Linked DNA regions of Mus musculus: region 2 is linked to region 1. The links are chromatin contacts, called in public promoter capture Hi-C maps. All regions are on one chromosome and are shown on one strand. The core of a region is the stretch at or near the end of the contact, and the rest is flanking DNA. Distances in the headings are between cores, read along the strand shown.

Region 1 (4,577 bases), core at 1,238-3,737:
GATCATACTGCAGATCGCTTAGAGTAGTTATTTAAATTATCTTCGCCTCTGCTGTCACCTTATCTAGGCCATAAAAAATGTATGGTGCCAATCACTGAGGATTTACATAAGATGGCATACACAGATAGAACCAAGGCCAGTTAACTACTTAGTGGTAGCAACAGCCAATAGCATGGGGATTTCACAACCTGGATAAAAGAATCGTGAAAGGCATTTCAAAGAATGAAACAAAAAAACTGTATTAAGAAATATCAAAGCCTGGGCAAGGCAGCACGTGCCTGTAGTTCCTGTACTGGGGAGGCTGAGACAGGACAACTTCTAGGAGGAAATCAGCCTGGGCTATAGAGCAAAATTCAGCCTCAGAAAGGGAAAGAGAGCCAAGAGGAAAGGGAGATTGCTGGTGAAGAAGGGAAGGCAGGAGGGGAAGACAACAGTGGACTGGCATGCACACTAACTAGAAAAGAAAGGTCCTGGTTTTGTGTAACACGCTTCTTCGGACAGTTAAGACTCATTTTAAGGTGGCCAGTGGTGGCACACACCTTTGATCCCAGCACTTGGGAGGCTGAGGCAGGCAGATTTCTGAGTTCAAGGGCAGCTTGTTCTACAGAATGAGTTCCAGGACAGCCAGAGCTACACAGAGAAACCCTGTCTCAAAAAAAACCAAAGAGAGAGAGAGAGAGAGAGAGAGAGAGACTGACTCATTTTAAGACTTTCTTTCAAAAGCACCAGCTGATAGGTGCTAATGATATTCTGGTCTCACTCATTACAAAAGATGAGTTGTTTAGCAAGTAAAAACACTACTGCAAGTAACTCCAGTTTAGAGTAATAGCGCGTCAAGTAATAGCCAGTAATACACAGCGCTATCTATGCATGATAGGAGACAGAAAGCACAATGAAGAATAAATGGGGTCACCGGTTGGTTTGTGTGTTTATGTCAACTAGCACACAAATGACTTCCTTTCTATTAGGACCAGACCAATCTACTGAACACTTCCGTTCCTTACCAGGCTCTGAACATTGAAGCATTAAGTACACTTTAGAGGAAACACCAGGATGTAGGGAAGTTCCTTTATCTTGTTTTCTGTGGTGGTTCCTACCACATGTACAACTGCCAAAGCTAAGAAAAACTAGTGCATTGTGACCTGCGTCTCTTGTTCCAAGCTGAGTGCAACAATTACAATTGCTCATTTAAAAAGCTTCTCCTGGGCTGGTGAGATGGCTCAGTGGGTTAGAGCACCCGACTGCTCTTCCGAAGGTCCAGAGTTCAAATCCCAGCAACCACATGGTGGCTCACAACCATCCGTAACAAGATCTGACTCCCTCTTCTGGTATCCCTGAAGACAGCTACAATGTACTTACATATAATAAATAAATAAATCTTTAAAAAAATAAAAATAAAAATAAAAAAAAAAAATAAAAAGCTTCTCCTAGTATTCTAACTGAAAATCGTGAGAACTTAAAAGCTACAAGAAAAACAACACTGGTTAGAAATGGTCTCTAGAGAGGAACCAAATAAGCCATCTGACCTAAGATATTCTTTTAACTTTTCAGTTATCGGTGATGCTAAACAATCAGACATCACAGCCCACTGGCAGGAACTTTAAAAATCACAGTTCTTGACTTACTGGTCAGATTTTTATGTTTCAAGATGGACCGCAAGACATCTACTTTCTTGTTACACTAACGTTTCTCTGAAAAGCGTTGGAACAAACGGGGGGTGGGGGTGGGGGTGGAGGTTGGGCGACCAGGGTTTTCAACTAGAAAATCCAAAACTGAGCTATCATCTCTGGTACTCAGGGGCACAGGACAACTTTGCCTCTTAAATTTTCTGTACCTGCGAGTCTCCTACAGCAGGGATGTCATTAAAGATCAAGTGTGATTTGCGAAAGCAGTTTGGAAACTTACAGCAGTGGACCAGGGTACCCTAAAGACAAATTCCAACCTGGGGCTACTGGAAAACGCCCCTTTCCCATAAACTAGGACAGAGCCTCCAGGGCGGTGGAAAACTTCTAGGCTTTACACGAACCGAGCTGCGCAGGGAGTACAAGAGCCTGGTGTCTCTGCTACTAAGAAACTTCTGGGACTGGGAATTTCTGTGATCTTGTCAACCACGGAATCTAGTACAATGTGGCCGGTTTGGCAGGGACAACGGGAACGCGGCCTGAAGAAACTTGGTGCACGGCCGTCTCTGACCCGGAGCCCCGCGAGCTGCTCGCCGGCTCGCTCGCCCCGTTCCCAACCGCCCGCCGGGCTCACCAGCTCTTCCCGGCGGCGGTTCCGATCGCTGGGCGCCCGTCGGCCCCAAACATCAACGACACCCGGGAGCGCGGCCTCGAGGCTCAGGCCCGAGGACCGACTCCAACTCCCGCAGCCCCGGCCAATTCCACACAGGACTTCAGCATTTTGAGAGCAACTTCCGGAAGCCGGCTGGAGGCGGAAACCGGAAACCGGAAGCGACCATTCGCTCACCTTAGCCTACCCTGACCCTTCCCATCAGCAGCTCGAAATTCCAGGAGAAAGGGGCGAGTCGACTCAAGTCTGGTCTCACGTGTACAAATCCGATTTCTCTGTCCAGTTGCTTGAAACTGAAACAGAGTGAAAGGAAAGGCCGATAAGTCGGAAGTGACCTTGGTTCAGCCCAGTTGCCATGGAGACTAATAGTAACAATTTTGGTGAACTCCAGGAGTTGAAGGACATGGCTACTTTAGCCAAGCTGCTGGCGCGGGCACCCTTTCTAGAAAGTCAGTACTACTTTAGGAACCGGTGAGTAGTGAAGAGAGGGGTCTCAGAAGATGTTTACTGTTAACAAATTACTTAATTCAGGAAATAATTCTAAATTCTTCTTCTCCCCATGGGGATTCAAACATGATCAGAAGTTTATATATATATATATATATAATCAATCACAAGTGGATTATATATACATTGACAAGTCATTAATAAGTTAATATTCTCTAAGGAAGATCCCAGAATAGAGAATTATTAAGGGCCGCCCTAAATGAAGTAAACCCCGACTGGGGAAACAGGCAGGAGGATGACTGTGAGTCCAGTCCAGCCTGGGCAACACAGAAAATTCAAGGCTGCCCTGGGCAACATTTGGGAGTCTTCCTCAAAATACTGTTTTGTTTTGTGGGGCTTTTTTTTTTTCGACATTTTAAAATAATCACTGAGAAATTTGGTTTGGTGAAACCTATTTTATACAATGTAGGTCTAGTGGCCTAATTAACGTTAACCAGGCTTACCCAGGTAGTTCCATGAATTCAGAATATCAATGTCCAAATGGGAATTTGAGCTTCACTTAATCTCACAAACATCACAGAATTCAATTCATCTGTGATTCATTTGTCCAAGTGAAGTTTCTATACCATTGTGACAAGATAATTGGTACAGTAAATGGGCAAGAGCTAAGGCAGCATTCTCACCCCCCACACCTAAACTTCCTCTCCATGAAAAGGGGACATTGAAACTAGAAGCAATGGCCCAGTGGTTTTCAAAACTTAGAAGGAATCACAAAAAGTACATTACAAAAAGTGTGATAAATTATAGCAGACCAGCAGTGACCAAGTCAGTGTGAGAAAGTCCTGATAAGCTATTCTTATCCTAACATACATCTCAACTATAGTTTTGCTATTTCATCGTGAACCTCTAGCAACTACAGTGATAATTCAATCTTGTAACTTTTGTGAGAAACTATGGATTTTCTTGCTAGAAGTAGGCCAATGTTGCTTTTTTTCTTGCCTCTTAGTTTAACCATTATTTCAGCCTGTACTGTCTTGCTTCCTGAAATGGAATAGCTACAACAGTTATTTAGTGAATAATCACATTACCGAAGCTTCCAATTAATCATCTTTAAATAAGCATAGCCATTGCGCAATGGAATTCTTATACTTAACATTCAGAGATCATATAGTATTCATTTAGAGTTATGTGGCAGGCTCCTGCTTGTTCATGACCTCAGTGTGCAGTGGGGACAAGTTGACTCCTTCATGCTATTGTGGAGCAGACATTGAGAACGGAATTGTGATGCGCTCGCTCTAAGTCAAAACTGAGCTGCTGGTTTCCCTTCTGCTAGCTGGCATCCAGAGGGCCCGAATGTGTTAGGTGGGCTGTTAAAGGAAATAGGTCACTCAGGGATCACACTCAGCTATAGAGCCTGTGTATTTAAATACTGCACTACCTGGGAAGAAGTGTCCCGAGCAGCAGTAGTGGTATAGATATTCTGATCTATAGTGCTACCCACAACAGGACTGATGGCTGCTGGGGTGTGGTCCTCCGCATCAGCCTTCAGTGTAATCCCTTTACACTGTTCTGAATGTGGCCCCATTATCTCCATCACTGGAAAAATTTGTTTCTGACTCATAACAGTTCCTAGAGTGATCTTAATTTAGTAAGTTGATGTGCCTTCAATTTGAACAATCATTGAAGTTCTAATAACATAAATTAATAGCAACTCACTTGTTAATTTGTTTCTTTGACTCTTAACTGTTTCTTGAATTTACTATTAAACCTTTACTTAATTTTATTTTAAAAATTCCTGAATTTTCTTTTATACTTTTACTTAATTTTGATGAAAAAAT
Region 2 (4,577 bases), core at 976-3,475, 2.5 Mb before region 1:
GACTGTGGACAACCTCTCCTGCACTGAGGAGCTCTGCAGGCAGTGTGTGCTGGACCCTGAGTTACAAGGATGGAAAATTTCGGTTTCTACAGGTTCAGAGAGAGCAAAGAAAACCTCAAGATGCTGCGGAAACTCAGAAACTTCTTTGTTTGTTTGTTTGTTTCTTTCCTTCTTTCTTTTAGTTTTTCGAGACAGGGTTTCTCTGTGTAGCCTGCCCTGGCTGTCCTGGAACTCACTCTGTAGACCCAGCTGGCCTCGAACTCAGAAATCCGCCTGCCTCTCAAGTGCTGGGATTAAAGGCGTGTGCCACCGCTATCTGGTGGAAACTCCTTTTAAAAGCAGTGATTCTGAGATACATAGCCACATCCTTCAACTGATTCTCCACGTGCCAGCCACACAGTCACACGGGTAAGAGTGCTGCTAGGGAAGAAAGCTGTTAGGGATCTGGGAAAGGGATGAGCACTGGTGACTGGTGAGCACGAGGCCTGGACCAGGTTCTGTCCCCAGCACCAAAGAGGAAACTCCACTTGTAAGACACAAACTGCTCTCCCCATGTCAAAAGCTCTCAGGACAAGGTTCTGTAGTGGGGTGGGATGGTCCTCACGGGGATACTTTAACAAAACCAAGGATGGGTAAATTAACGACAATTAAACACCTGTCACCCTACAGAACCCTGTGGGAAACACATCAGGGGAGGGAACATGTCCAAGGGAACGCTTTTGATCCTTGGAAGCTACTCCTGGTCACGGGAAGTGGGTAAAAGACTTCCGGTTTCGTTTCTGCTGGGGTGGGGGCTAACTATGCCAGCAACATTGCACCAACCTGCCCATACATGCCCAGCCAGCCACCAGGTCGCTCTCCAAGACTTTCTGCACGCCCCTCTCCGCGCCCCTCACTTTGCCCAAGCTGTTCCCTCCTCTGGAATGCGGTCCCTCAACCACTCCTAAGTTGAGCATCATTCCCTCAACGAAGGTAACCCCTTTCCTCCAGGGCCTGGCCTTCCCAAGAGTCTCAGAACCCCTCTCTCACAGCACATGTCCCCATCCGCCCACGGCTGCCTGCAGGGTGCTGCAGACTCTTGTAATGTGATCTCTTAGCACAGGGGAAGACTCACCACTGAGTTTGTTGAATTAATGAGGGAGGAAATCCATTTCAAGAAATTAACGCATTTTGGAAATTGACCATACATACACCCATTCAGCAGCAGTCTGAACTCGCCTAAGTAGGACCCAGCTAATCCGTGAACCAACTAAACTCAAGACCCCAATATCTCCTCAAACCAAAGGAAGAAGGGCAAAGCGGGATAGTGACAGCGCACATCAATTCCTCCCAGAAAAGATAGGAAAACCATTCCCAAAGATTTAAAACTAGATGTGGCGTCACGTGGGAAAGGGGCTGTTAACTCTCAGAACTTGCAAAGTTCGAGTTGGAGATTGGTCTGAGATGAAGGTATTTTTCCCTGCGCGCCTGTAAGGATCACCCAAGCCGGGGCCAAGAGACTCAGGAGTTTGGTATCAAGGCTGAGGTATTGGGGAGAGGGCACAAGAACCCCCTCACAAACCCAGTGCCCACAGAGGCACAGGACAAGCTTTGGGCTCTGCGCTCTGTTCCCCTGCTCGCAAACACAACAGGAGCTGGAGGCGATGTTTTGGCTGAATCCGAGTCCCAGACCGCGCTCCCCTTCCAGCTCAATCCCGGACGAGCGAGCACTGCTAGCGAAGAGAACCGGCGGCCGGCCACCTGGCGCCCCCACCGCGCATCCCGGCGTCCCCGGCGGCGAACGAAGTTGGCTCTGCCTGGAGTATCTGCTCCCGACCGGCTAGCTTACCTGCTTACATGGCCCGGGAGTGCCCCGGGTGCCGCACGTTGACCATCAGGGAGTCTGGGTCCCCACCACTGGCTTCCAGGAGCTGGCAGAGGAGGGGCGCAGGGAGGGTTACGCAGCGGCCGGCGCGCCGGGCGCACCGGGGAGGAGAAAGGGCCAAGAACCTAAGCACCGCCGTCCCACGCGAGGGGACCCGGGCGATCAGAGAGGTGGGGCGCAGAGAGGGACCGCCAGCGGCCACTTGGTACCAGATGCTCCACGAGGACCTGCCCTGTGGACGAGACGGCTGAGCCGAGGAGCGCAGCTAGCTGGCCGGGCCCGCGGCCGAGGCGCTGGGCAGCCGGGAGAAGTTGTGCAGAACTTGAGCCTCCGGAGAGCCCGAGCGCCAGGAAGCGCGAGCGGCCGGGGAGGGCGGAGGAAGGGGCCGGGTGGGAGGGGACGAGCAGGCGCCGCTGGCCGCGCTCCCCCGCCCCGGGCTCTGCTCCGCAGTGCTGGGGGCCAGGAGGCGGGGAGCGCGCGGGGCGCTCGCTGGGCGGGCCAGGAATGCGTCCGGGGAGGGCGCGCGCCAGCCTCGGGGACGCGCGCCCTGCGCTGAAAAGAGGAGCCCGGGCTCCCCCGCTGCGGGCGCACGGTCCCCAGGGACGTCACAGCGCTGGAATCCGAGGAATGCCAGGCTGCGGGAGCTCCTTCGGCCGGCCGGGCAGAAGTCGTGCACTTTTAATGGGCTAGCTTTGGAGCGCGTTTTCCCTACCAAGGTGTGGGACGGTGGACTAAAGGAAAGTGCCCGGAGTGAGATAGACTGGAAGTGGAGAGGGGGCGATGACCCAAATCAACCAAACTGTGTGACGCTTAGGAGGCGGAGGGGAAAGAGGAAAGGAAAAGACCGTCCCTCCAAGATTTCCGTGGGCAGCTAAGGGGTGGGACACTGGAGCTAGAACAGGCCATTTATTTGAGGGAGGTCTCCAAGCAGGATGCCCCCATGCCGCCACCGCCCAGGAGACACGGGACAAAGTAGGGTGGCCTCCTTGAGAAGGCAATCTAGAAGCTCTCCTCAGAATCCTAGGATCTCTGAGTAGTGAGTCTTAGCTCCGGTCCTCCCACCCCGCCCCCACGGCCAACCAGCCTTTGTGTGCTGGAAGTTGGAATATGTGGTTTTCCCGGTTTGTTCCATGCCACGGAGGGGGCCCCACCCCGCCTGGGTAGGCACTGGGAGGGAACTGCGTTAGCACTTTCGGAGGTGGGGTTACTGAGGCGCAGCCAGTGTAATGGAAAAGGCACTCGGCCGGGCAAGGAAACCTGTATTAGGCCCCGCGGAGTTGCTGGCCCAGTGGTTAACTCAGGAAGATCCCAGCCCCCTACCCCTGATCCTTGGGTTTAGTAATTGTGAAGTGAAAGGAGTTGCCTATATTTTTAAGGTGCTTTGCATGTCTTGGCATCTGTTCTCTTCCTGAAATCTTAAGACCAGTCCTTTCAAGGACCCTGAAGTCCTTGTCACCCAAAATATCATTAAATTACTTCACTGTACAGGCAAGGGACACAAAACTTCCAGGCCTTATCCTATCAAAATGGCTCATGCCAACTCTGGAGGCAGAGACAGGAAAAATCACAAGTTCGAGGCTGGCCTAGACTACATAGCAAGACCCTACCTCAAAACAAGAAAGAAAGATCTCTGTGCCCACAGAGCAAGTCTGTTAATAACTGGCTTCTGAGTGTTCTTCTACAGAACCAAGAAGAATAAAAGAGGACGGGGGGGGGGGGGCGTGGAGGGGGCAAAATGGGGTGGATGGAAAGCAAAGGAGGCTGAGTCTTTCAAAATATCAAGGAGAGGGCTTTGAGGAGTTTCCAACCAGCCTTCAGGAATAGCTTTATGTCAAGGCTCAGTGTGGGCAGCATTCCACACAGCCTAGCGTGACAATCACGATCCCTTAGTGAGGATTCAGGCAGCAGAAAAGAGGGGTCAGCATCACCAGGGAACACCTACTGCTGAGGTGGCCTAAAGGACCCAGGCTGCAGAAGAGCTGCTCTCAGCCGCAGGCGTTTGACTGAAACAGGATGGGGCTCAAAGACAAAAAGATGCCAACAGGCTGTTCCTTTCTGGGAGACAGGAGGCAAATGTCACAGTAGAAATTAAGTGGCATATGGATGTTGTGGCTCTGAGTCTCAGACCACTGAGCACAGCCCCAGAGGCCACTGTGGTCTAGAAGAAAGAGCAAAGGGTTTTTTTTGAACAGATGCAAACGCTGGGCTCTGCCTGTGAGCAGCCTTGCAACCCTGGGCAAGCCACTTAAAGGAGGCTTGAGTTTATTTTGTCAGCGGAGTGTGACATTAGGGACAGAGTTTGGTTGGGTTAACTGGATCTTGAGCTGCCACCCTGTCTGAGCTTGCTCCATGCCTCCTCCTCCAGACTCAGGCATGTTTGTGGAGGAAGCTGAGGGATGCCAGAGCTGGGAGTCCAGTGATGAACACAGCTTTAAGTGTAGCCTGGGCGGGGCGCTCACCCCCTGTGCTTGCTTGTAATGTTTAAATCAATTCATTCATGAAAATAAAAGTCTTTATTAATTTTAAGAACCTATAAAGTACTGACTGATTGGTTTTATACTGGATCATAAGAAGACAACACAAAAATATTCTCTCTCTCTCTGTCACACGAGAGAGAGAGAGAGAGAGAGAGAGAGAGAGAGTCTTTTTAATGACTTGGAAGATGATGCACGTTGGTTCTCCTGTATGCTAGATTTGTGCTCAACCACTGAGA

The links. Promoter capture Hi-C pulls out the DNA fragments that hold promoters and counts their contacts.
Region 2: a promoter capture Hi-C map of pre-B cells shows a contact between it and region 1, with 4 times the contacts expected there. The contact joins the promoter of Ptpn14 here to the promoter of Spata17 in region 1. A contact is called at or near these places in 4 of 39 promoter capture datasets (the 3T3-L1 cell line, frontonasal cranial neural crest, hippocampal neurons and 1 more).

The regions. Positions count from the first base shown.
Region 1 is chr1:187,213,356-187,217,932 of GRCm38.p6, reverse strand. Spata17 (spermatogenesis associated 17) reads left to right here and starts at 2,487. Exons shown (of 10, transcript NM_028848.3): 1 at 2,487-2,763. The coding sequence starts at 2,648. Gpatch2 (G patch domain containing 2) reads right to left here and starts at 2,422. Exons shown (of 10, transcript NM_026367.4): 1 at 2,257-2,422. The coding sequence starts at 2,309.
Region 2 is chr1:189,725,916-189,730,492 of GRCm38.p6, reverse strand. Ptpn14 (protein tyrosine phosphatase, non-receptor type 14) reads right to left here and starts at 2,225. Exons shown (of 19, transcript NM_008976.2): 1 at 1,829-2,225.